2 separate regions of the Mus musculus genome follow, and region 1 is linked to region 2. The links are chromatin contacts, called in public Micro-C maps. All regions are on one chromosome and are shown on one strand. Each heading gives the region's core, a stretch centred on a gene start, on an enhancer-like site or on the middle of the called end of the contact. The rest is flanking DNA. Distances are from core to core; before and after follow the strand shown. Region 1 holds the start of Vangl1 (VANGL planar cell polarity 1). Region 2 holds the start of Nhlh2 (nescient helix loop helix 2).

Region 1 (4,691 bases), core at 1,479-3,978, 190 kb before region 2:
AAGATCAGGAATTCAAGGACAGTCTGGGCTATGTGAGACCCTGTCTCCAAAAGTGAACAAAATTTTAAAAGCCCAGAGCACTTTGGAAGTGGTAAACAGGGAAGAGACTGCATTCTCATCAGGAGAACTAGAGGCTTTCTGGAGCTGGGGATTTGCGTTGGTATTATGTAAATTTCCACTGGAATTAAAGCATCCCATCCTTCAGGAAAGCTTAAGCAGGGAGATACACAATTCAAAATAGCTTGAGGAAGTTCCTGAAACTAAGTGGATTCACTAAGCCCCTCCCTGCCTGAGTAAGTAATAAAAGCTGAGAGTCCTTCTCAAAGAAAGATAGCCAAGCTGCAAAGAAGGGTCTCAGACAAATGGAACAGCAAAGAAGACTCAAAGACCAGACCAGCAGCCTGGAAGAATCGTAAATCAGTTGAGCTGCCTGGAAGAGGTTTAGACCCACTGAGGACACTCTCCAACCTGTTGAGCAGCCTGCAGGATGTGCAGTGCGTTCCAGATTCCCAGCTTTGTGAAGTGCCACCCATGTTGGGGTACGCCTTGGTGATGCAGCTGTCTTTGAGTCGTTTCTGCTCCTGGAGCCTCTCTAAAACTCATTGGTTCACCACGTTGGACTTTGGTGGTATCCACACTTTGTTCTGTCATAGGTTCCCTATCTGGGGTGAACAGATGTGTGTGTCGCATCTCCCCAGAAAAAGTTTTGTCATACAACTGTTGGGTCTTGGTAGATAGGGTGGATCATAGCAGGTAGAGCATTACAAGCCTTGGGGGAAGGAGGGAGGGACGGAAAATATAAGACCAGGAAGCTGCTGTTGCACGCATGGAAGGTAGGCATGTTGACATTTGGAAAAGAACCCAATGCATAGTGTTGCTCTTCCCCTATGCAGTTTGAAATAAACGGATTAGCAAAACAAGAGAGTAGCAGGTGGTGCCCGTGGAGTCACCTGAATTATTGATAAAGGTGTAGCTGGGGGAGTCAATGTCAGATGAATGGCTAGTAGTGCTGAACAGCTCTGCCACAGGTAGCTCGCTCTATCCAGTGCAACGCTCGGTTGCACGGACCACCACTCAGTGTCTGAATGCCTTCAGTTGAACTTTTCAACTCTGAAACTCTAGTTCATGGGGTAAAAACAAATAGTAGATAGCACTTTGACGTGAACTCATCATTTATAATATTCTGGGTTATCCTTCTCCCCTGACCCCTCTCAGAAGCATCACATTATAAGGTTACTTAAATCACCCAGAGCAAGCTGGAATGCCATTCCATGAAAATTCATTGTGGGTCTTAGTATTACACAGGACTCCTGGAGAACCTCACACTTGAACTGGGATGTCTTGCTCTGCTTTACGTGTGAAGGTTCTAAGTGGTAAGGTGAATGGGACTCCGTTTCCAGACTTCTTTGGCTTTCCCACCTTAGCAGCTAAGCATGCCGGGCAGACAGCTGGATTTACCCGAGGAAACGGGATGCTGGACTCTAGATCTGCTCTCCGGAGTCATTTAGAGGCTGCAGTTCAGGTACATGCAGATGGTGGGGTCATTGGAGTCTGGAGGCTAGGAGTGTGGAACATCGTCCTGCCACCGTGAACATCTGGGTGTACTTAGAAGGACGTGGCCTGGATGGTGGAGAAAATGGAATATAGAGGAGTTAGGAAAAAGCAGACAGTAAGGACTTCCTGAGGCTACAGGTTCCCAAACAAGGCTACTTCACAAAGAGCCTGCATTTTCGCAAGGCAAATCACCCCCAGCATTCCTGCAAACAAACTGCAGATTCAGCACTTCCCGCTGTGCGTGCCTTCGCGGGAGCATTTTGTCATGGCAGCTATAGATCTGTCATTCTGGGCATGGATTCTATGACGACTAAGAAAGAAGGGTGAGAATATTCACAAAAACAGTTGCCAACTGTTCTGCACTTTCTAATACTAGAATTTCAACCCTTCAAGGACATTAGAGTCCTCACCACTATCCAGACAGGGAAAGGAAGCTTAGCGAGGGAAGTGGTCTCAATCGGTCTGGAACTTTTGGCTCCCTGCCTTCAGAGATGCGCTCTCCTGGTAGTTTCCAGTAGGCAGGCATGTCTGCTCTGGTAGAAGAGGAGCGGGGAGAAGCTGCTGTAGGACTGTGGGCGTTGGTGGTTACGGGCTGGGTCATCTCTTGAGCTACATTGGAGTTTAAGTGTATTATGTGTGCTGAAAAATGTATGAGTTGGGGGAGGGGTAGAAATTGGTTCTTGAGCCATGTGGATATGCGGGTTGGAGCTTTTAATGATGGCAAACAATGAGGGCTTGGATTTTATGCACAATTGTAAGTGTGTGTGTGTGTGCGCGTGCGTGTGTGATCTTGGGGGTATGTTGGGGTGCTGGGTGGAGAGACATCAACCCCTGCGTCATGTATTCAGGAATTCAGGATGAAATTTGTTAGGCTGTGTGCTAGTGGGTCCACTTGGGAGGGGAGATGTCAGTCCCTGGCCAGGCCGTGTGTGTGTGTGTGTGTGTGTGTGTGTGTGTGTGTGTGTGTGTGTTCAGGATGAGATTTGTTAGGCTGTGTGCTAGTGGGTCCACTTGGGAGGGGAGATGTCAGTCCCTGGCCAGGCCGTGTGTGTGTGTGTGTGTGTGTGTGTGTGTGTGTGTGTGTGTGTGTGTGTGTGTCCCCGTGCCCCGCCCTCCGCTGCAGGTGGGCCGGGCCGGCAGCGGGGCCCGCAGCGCTCGCAGCTCTTGGCTGGCGGCCGCGCCGGGCTAGCAGGGCTGGGCTGGGGCTGCGGGGCGGCGCCGGGACAGGAAGCGGAAAGCAGCAGAGACCAGCGGCCGCGGCGGGGCTGTGCCTCCACTGCAGCCCAGCGCAGGCCGCGGAGCCCGGGCGCTGCAGCCGAGAGCGCGGGCGTGGAGCGCGACGGGCCGGCGCCGGGGTGAGTCCCGGGAGAGGCGGGCGCGGCGCGGCGCGGCGGCTCGAGACTGAGCTGGGTGGGAGGTCAGGCCAACTGCGGGTGTCCCTGCTCCCCAGCAGTCCGACTGGGGTCCGGGCCCTCGGACCGGGAGACCCCTGGGTTCCTCCGGGTCGAGCTCCCCGAGACGCGGGTCCTTCCATCCCTGCCCCGGGCTCTCTCCGCTCCATTCCAGTGCTCGGAGTCCTGGGGCAGCCTGCGCTACCTCGGACTTCTTTGCCTTGTCTGGCCTTCGGAGTGCGCCCCTGAGTGCGCGTGCCGGGTGGTGGCCAGGGAATGACGGCGTGTCGGAGGCAACCAGTGGCTGGACGCGCCTTGCAGGGCAGAACGCGATGGGGGTCCCCGCCAGGACCCGGGGTCAACTGGCCGGTTTTCCAGCACAGGAACGGAGCTGGCTCGTGTTTCTCACTTCGCTTACAAAACCGCAGCCCGGGAGGCCTGGGGGGCGCGGCCAGTTGCGCATCGCGGAGCGCAACAGGCAGGTAGTTTACTTTCAAAAGCGCCGGGGCGGAGCAGAGGCGAGCAGCCAGTCCCAGCCAAAGGAGGAGTCCCTGTCCTGGGCAACCTCGCCGCACTCGGGCAGCCTTAGACACCAGTCGAACCTTATTTCATCCTGCAGCCATTGAACTGCCCCGAGCAGCGCGCCCAGAGAAGTGTGAAGCTTTATAAAAATTTAAAAGCGTCGGTGGTGGAAGCAGGAGTGGGGGCGGAGCCGTAGCCTGGTGGGCTAAGTGATGAGGAGAGGAGAGTCGGAGCCGGGCAATCTCAATTTTCATGTCTCCAAACCGGGTGTGATGCCCAGATCGCGAAGATGAGCTCCTTCTGAAGTTCATGGAGGGGTGGCAGGGGTCTTTATTGGCATGGTTGTGTGGTTGGTGCGTGCGTTAGTTTGAACCCGTTTGAGGGGACTGTGGTCAGGAGTGCGCGCGCCCTTACAGGCGAATTCCAAAAGTTAGCTGTGAAGACTAGTGTTTTCACTGACGTGTTTATACGTTTTACGGGGTTTGCTGAAAAAATATTATAAGTTATGTCACCAATCAACAATACTAATTAGCCTTCTCCTTCTAGTGGGCGTGTTGATTACACAGCTCCTAGGCTCTGTAAGTGCCATGGCAGAAACCGTCGGAGCCCAGGGAGGCATAATTAGCCATTTTATGTAACCACTAATTAGAGTTTTTAGAATTGAATTAAATCAGTGTGATATGGTTGGGGCTTTGATGTGTGGGAGGAAACTGTTTTATTCTACATTTCAAAGCAATATCCAGGAGCATTTAGCATTTCTAAAGGTTGGCGACTCCCACTATGAATAGCCAAAACTCCCAGTGTGAAATTTTCAGGGATGCAGTTGCTGACAGTGTCACTTGGTGGCAACTTCATTTGTAAGTAAAATGAAAGACTTTGTGAGTGTCATATTTTTGAGACTGCCTGCCAAGTCTCAAAAAAGTTGTTATTGTCTTATTTCTTGAGCAATAGGATGAAACCATACAGGAAATTGAAAAGTTTCCTTACCAAGTAACAATTCCATGACAACCGTCTGTTGAAGAATTAATGTGCTGAGTGTGCCAAGTACTCTTTATCCCCCTGATGTATACCCAAAGGCACACCTTGCATTGCGTCTGATGTAGTTTGGATTGGATGGGGGCCTCATCATGCTGATTAATAATCATAGGTCTCACCTGGGCTGGAGGCTGTTTGAGATTAATTTCCTTTCTCCTTAAAGTGACCCCCCCCCCAAAACACACACAC
Region 2 (5,073 bases), core at 1,393-3,892:
CCGCCTCCTCCACTGGCTCTAGGTCCGACACGCTGCCCAGAACCTTGGTGTCTGCGCCGCCCAGAGACTCCGGGTCCGAGTGCGTCGAGCTGGGGTGATCTGAGTCGGCGGCTTGGTCCGGACTCAGCATCATTTTGGAGGCTGATGGGGAGTCAGAAAGTCAGTTAATAAAAGGAATCTGGTTCTTGATTTGCAAGGAGTAGTGGCGAGGGCCTAGCAAACCTGGACTTCTAGGAGGGGACCTGGGGACACTGGTCCTCTCCTCGTTTCAGGCCCACGCAAGTGGGGAGGCAAGGAGCGGGTATCAAAGCGCATTCTGAACCCACACAGAAGACTGCCAGAGGGGCCAGTGGCGCTGGGGCTGAAGAACCGTGGACCTCTGGGGCCGGCTGACATCTTGAGTCTCCTCTGGCCAGACATCAGCTGCTCTCTCCCGCCTCCCTTGCTCCGTTCCCTTCCCAGACACAGGAAAGATCCCGAAGGGATGGATGCCCGAAGGATGGATGCATCTGGGTTTTAATGGAGATGCAGAGTGTGCTTCCCACCCGAGGGCCTAGGGCAAGGCAGCTGGAGACTCCCAGCGCCTGAGGGTCTGGGCTACGCTGGGGTGCGGGCGAACCCCATCCTGGAACCTAGGCCGGGAAGGCTTTCTTGCCGTCCCCTCCCCGCGTTTCTCCGAAATAATAAAGAAATGACCGAACACATGTGTTCGGTCCTTTCAAAAGAAAATTGACTCCTCGGCCCTCATACTCTCCCGGAGCACCATCTGTCACGCAGACTGCCACACACATTGGGGACCTAGGGACGTGGATCACACAATGCCCGGCAGTCTGCCGACTACCTCCCGGGAAAACGCAGGCGGCCAGGTCGCTGCGGGCGAAGGGGCTGGGGAGGGCCAGAGAGGGATGGACTCCGAGGCACCAGTGCGGGACGCCCCGGGCGCAAGCTGTATCTGTGCGGGTGAAGTTCGTGAGCTTAGGGGACCGGAGCCCCGCAGCCCACCGGCGGCCCAGGGAGGCCTGGCCGCGGCCCCGTGTCTGCGCCGGGCTTTCCCCAGACGATGCCCTCCTGGAAAAGCCACCTCGGGCCGGCAGCTCGAGGGCCTTCGCGTCTTCGAGAACCACTGGGCTTGCGGGTGATCTGGGTGGGCAGATGGGGATAGAAACCTGCCTGAGCTGAGCTTTTGGGCCTCCGCCACCAGGAGGGACGACCGGGCTATGACCTCTGTACCCCGCCTTGCCCCTCACAGGCAAGGCTCCTGAGTAAGAGCCTCGCTTCAGAGAAACAAAAGCCAGGGAGGGGATGTAGGTTCGGCTCCTGGCCTCGAATTTGCCCAGGAGAGACCTGAGCTCAGAAACAGCTTTCCGTGCAAGGAAAACGGATCCTCAGAATAACAATAAATGAACCAAACGAACTGCATGCTGCTCCCCCCGCCCCCCAGGCTTTTCTCTACGTTTATAAGTGAAACAACTCACACCTACGCAGTTGGCGTGAAGAGGTAGAAATACACAGGGAGAAAAATCATAGCAAACCACGACATAGTTACAGATCGGACAAAAAGTTCCCGGGCTGTCCCCCCACGCGTTTAAATCCTCCAGATATTTAAATAGTCATAAATGGTATTTCTCGTGGGCATTTAAGTCTATGACCATGTGTGAGGAATACATCTATAAAATACAATATGACTCAACTTAATCTAAAGAAAAAGAGACGTGAAGATGTCTTACCTTGCAAGAGCCCTGTCGATAATCTTTTCGTCAATCTTTTAGAGTTAAAATTCCAGGAAACAAGGAGGAGAGATCCTGGCAAATATTAAAAGCAGCCAATATTTATTACATTCGCAGATGAAAAAGCAGCTGTCATCTCGCCGACCACCACAACGAGCGGCGGTGTCTTAGCGGGTGTATGGTTGTTCACTTAGTTGATGGATTGAAAACGCCCGTTTGTTTGTTTGTTGGTTTGTTTTTAACTGTTCTTAAACATTTCAGGAAAATTCGTTGTTGATCTTTATAAGTCGAAGTGTTGAAACCTCACGCCTCCCCACTCAAAGGGCTGTATAAATAACAAAAGAGATGCTGAGATAAAAACAATCACATCAAAGGGACGATTCCTCCACTTTCTAATAGCAGAATAATCAATAAGAAAGATGGTTAAGATAAAATTCCATTCCTTGAGGACTCCTTCCCTTCCCTTAATCGGGCTGGGGCGAAACTGGGAAGTGCGGTCAGGGATGGAAGGGGCTCAGAAGTGATTTTTCTCTTCTTCTTCAAGATAATGCTTTGTTCAGCCGGTGTCTCCCCAGTTCCCAGGAACAACAATACAGTAACTAGGGCTTAAGGTTGCCTCTGTCTTGTCCCTCATCTACTTCTGTGTTGTATAAGCAGACGCCAATTTTGCAGTTTCAAAGTCTTTCAAGGTTTGGTTACACCCCCTACCCTACCCCACTCCCTCCCCTCTTTACCTTGTGGTGAAATGTATATAGTCAGTAGCTTGGAGATGCTGGAGAGAGATTGGAGAGAAGTGGACGTCTTCTGGAGTAACAGTGACAGGGAAGCAGAGAAAGGGGAGCTTGGGAGAGCCAGAGAGGAGAGGCAGCTGCCTGTGTGGCTTCTTGGCTCTTCTGGTACCAATTGATTTAGCCTGGAGATGGTGGAAGAGATAAAGGCTTAAGAAGGGGGATGGAATTTTTTCCCCCTAAATTGATATTTAATGGGAAATCCTATTGGACAGAAACCTGGACACGAGTCACTTAATTGGACTTGACATCTGTCACAGTGTGGGAGTTTTCACAGCCCAAATATTTTAGCAGATCAGATTCCCACTGAATCTGTGCCATAAAATATAGCAGTTGAAAGCAGCCCATGATAGAAGCCATAGCATCTACAGCGTCTGGCCACACAGGCGGTTCCTTGTTTTCAGATTATTGATGCAATATTTAAGTGCAAGTAGACACTATATGAACATGGAAAATTCCTCTGGCATTTTGTGAGCCAGCATTTTTTTAAATCAATAGTTAGAAAAATAGTTGTGCTGGGCACATGAAAGCATATTCTGTCTATGACACTGTAATTAAGGTGAACGATCCAGACAGGCAATGCTAACATTTATGTAAAGTGAAGTGTCTTTTAGAGGATGCTTTAATCATGATTATTTAAGCATATGGATGTTTTGGAGAAAGGTTCTACTATGAGACCAGCTTATTAATAGATGATATTTTAAAGGACGTTTGACACATTAGTTTAAATCATTGGTGGAATTAGGAGCAGAATCCAAGTAGTTAGAGACCACTAGATAATTCTACTTTTTGAGTTATGTTTGGTTTTCTTTTTCTTTACCCATTTACTCATGTTCATTATTCGCTGTAAAATATGACACACAGTATGTGCAAAGACAGTACTTTATTCTTGCCCATCCTAACACGTGAGTGAATATATTTAGCTGGGTGGCAATGTAATTGTGCTAAAATGTAAATATTAAGTATTCTAGCATGCAATGCCTTTGCCTAAGATGACCTCCAGTCCCAAATTTATGTGTTTTACAAAATTAAGGGAAATTTACTGTTAGTCACTATCAATTATATATTATTTGCTATTATTTACACATTGCCAGTGATACCACTAATTCTGTCTTCTTTCTGTCTATCTTCCTTCCTTTCTTCCTTCCTGTCTTTCTTTCTTTTTGGTATTTTTGACAAGGTCTCACTATGCAGCCCTGGCTGGCCTGACCCTCACCATGGAGACCAGGCTGACCTCAAACTCATAGAGATATGCTTGTTTCTGCTTCTCATGTGTTGGGATTAAAGGCATGTACCATCACACCCAAATACTATTTTTTTTTAGATTGATTAAGCTTAGAGGAAATGAGAGAATAATAGCCAACCTCCTGTCTCCCTGTTCCTAGGTGAGTTTTTGTGGAGAGGAGAACCTTCACTTTCTCTTCATAATCACCTTTGTCCTATAAAGAGGTATTGTCCTCAGGGGAGGGCTGTAGAGCTACCCACCTAGAGAGTGGCCCTCTGGGTTCCTCATGGCTGTGATGTATATTGTTTGCCTTTGTTCACATCAGCTCCAGGAGGGTAATGGGCCAGAATAGGCAGGGTAGAGGGAAAGAAGGGAATATGGTACCAGTGCTGCTCAGCCTCACCTCTGCTCAACCCAGGTATCCCCAAGCATAGAGATGGGCAAGCAGAGAAGCCCCTTCCCTGCAGGGCTGGTGGGAGCCAGGAGTGACGATGTGGGAGAGAGGAAGGTTTCCCAGCCTGGCTAGCAGCAGCCAACACTAAGCACTAACACACAACAGAGATGTACACACAGATGCGCACCCTCAGATACTCATGTCTCCTCACCATCTAGAGCTCACACAAGCTGTCTGGCTCAATTAGATGCTTGGGCAGATGGACTGAAAACTGTGGTGGCTTTTGTTACCTGAGCTCTAGAAAGCACAGCTGCTAGGATAGGAGTGGCCCGTGTCCCTGGTCACCCTCGTGTTGGGAGTTGGATGGGAAAGAGGATGCTCAAACCATGGCTGGCCTGATTCTGCTATGGTGCATGTGAGTCCAGACCAATTCGCTTTTATAGCCAGGCCATCGACAACCTGCATATTCATAAATTAATACACGACTAAAGCTGTGTAGAAACATTCCAGATACGCACACAATTATGCTTAGACACGCCATTATAGACACAACATGGGTTTCCACACAGGTACATTCTCTCTGGTGGGAAAGCTCCCATCCCCCTCCCTATTTGCCATTTCTAAGACATCCCAGGCACAGATGGCTCCTCTTCTCCTATCCCCCTTAGAGACTATATATTGTACACTATGGTTCTTGGTTTCCATATCTGTCTCTCCCACGAGGCTGGAGTATTTTCAGGAAAGGTCTGTAGCTTACATCTTCAACCCCTCCATGTCTGACCTTGACACACTACATGCACCAAGTTTACAGAGGATAACTTCCTGTGCACAGAGGTTCCCAGGAACCTGGTAATGAACCACTTCCACTCACAGATGCCCAGCCTTCCATTTTGATGGCTTCTATTCTTGAAGGTGTGTGTAGTGACCACCTCTCTCCCG

What was found. A called contact is a pair of places that touch in the nucleus more often than the background predicts.
Region 1: a Micro-C map of embryonic stem cells shows a contact between it and region 2, with 1.7 times the contacts expected there. The contact joins the promoter of Vangl1 here to the promoter of Nhlh2 in region 2. A contact is called at or near these places in 9 of 39 promoter capture datasets (cranial neural crest, epiblast stem cells, frontonasal cranial neural crest and 5 more), 4 of 484 Hi-C or Micro-C datasets (embryonic stem cells and nephron progenitors), 4 of 115 datasets of contacts at active chromatin or transcription factors (embryonic midbrain, embryonic stem cells, forebrain and 1 more) and 1 of 9 other capture datasets (adipose tissue).

What each region holds. Positions count from the first base shown.
Region 1 is chr3:102,202,730-102,207,420 of GRCm38.p6, reverse strand. Vangl1 (VANGL planar cell polarity 1) reads left to right here and starts at 2,728. Exons shown (of 8, transcript NM_177545.5): 1 at 2,728-2,909. Gm16160 (a long non-coding RNA gene) reads right to left here and starts at 3,581. Exons shown (of 3, transcript XR_375921.3): 1 at 3,151-3,581; 2 at 469-1,620.
Region 2 is chr3:102,007,714-102,012,786 of GRCm38.p6, reverse strand. It overlaps Nhlh2 (nescient helix loop helix 2), which reads right to left and starts at 2,642. Exons shown (of 3, transcript NM_178777.3): 1 at 2,462-2,642; 2 at 1,728-2,052; 3 at 1-141. The coding sequence starts at 133.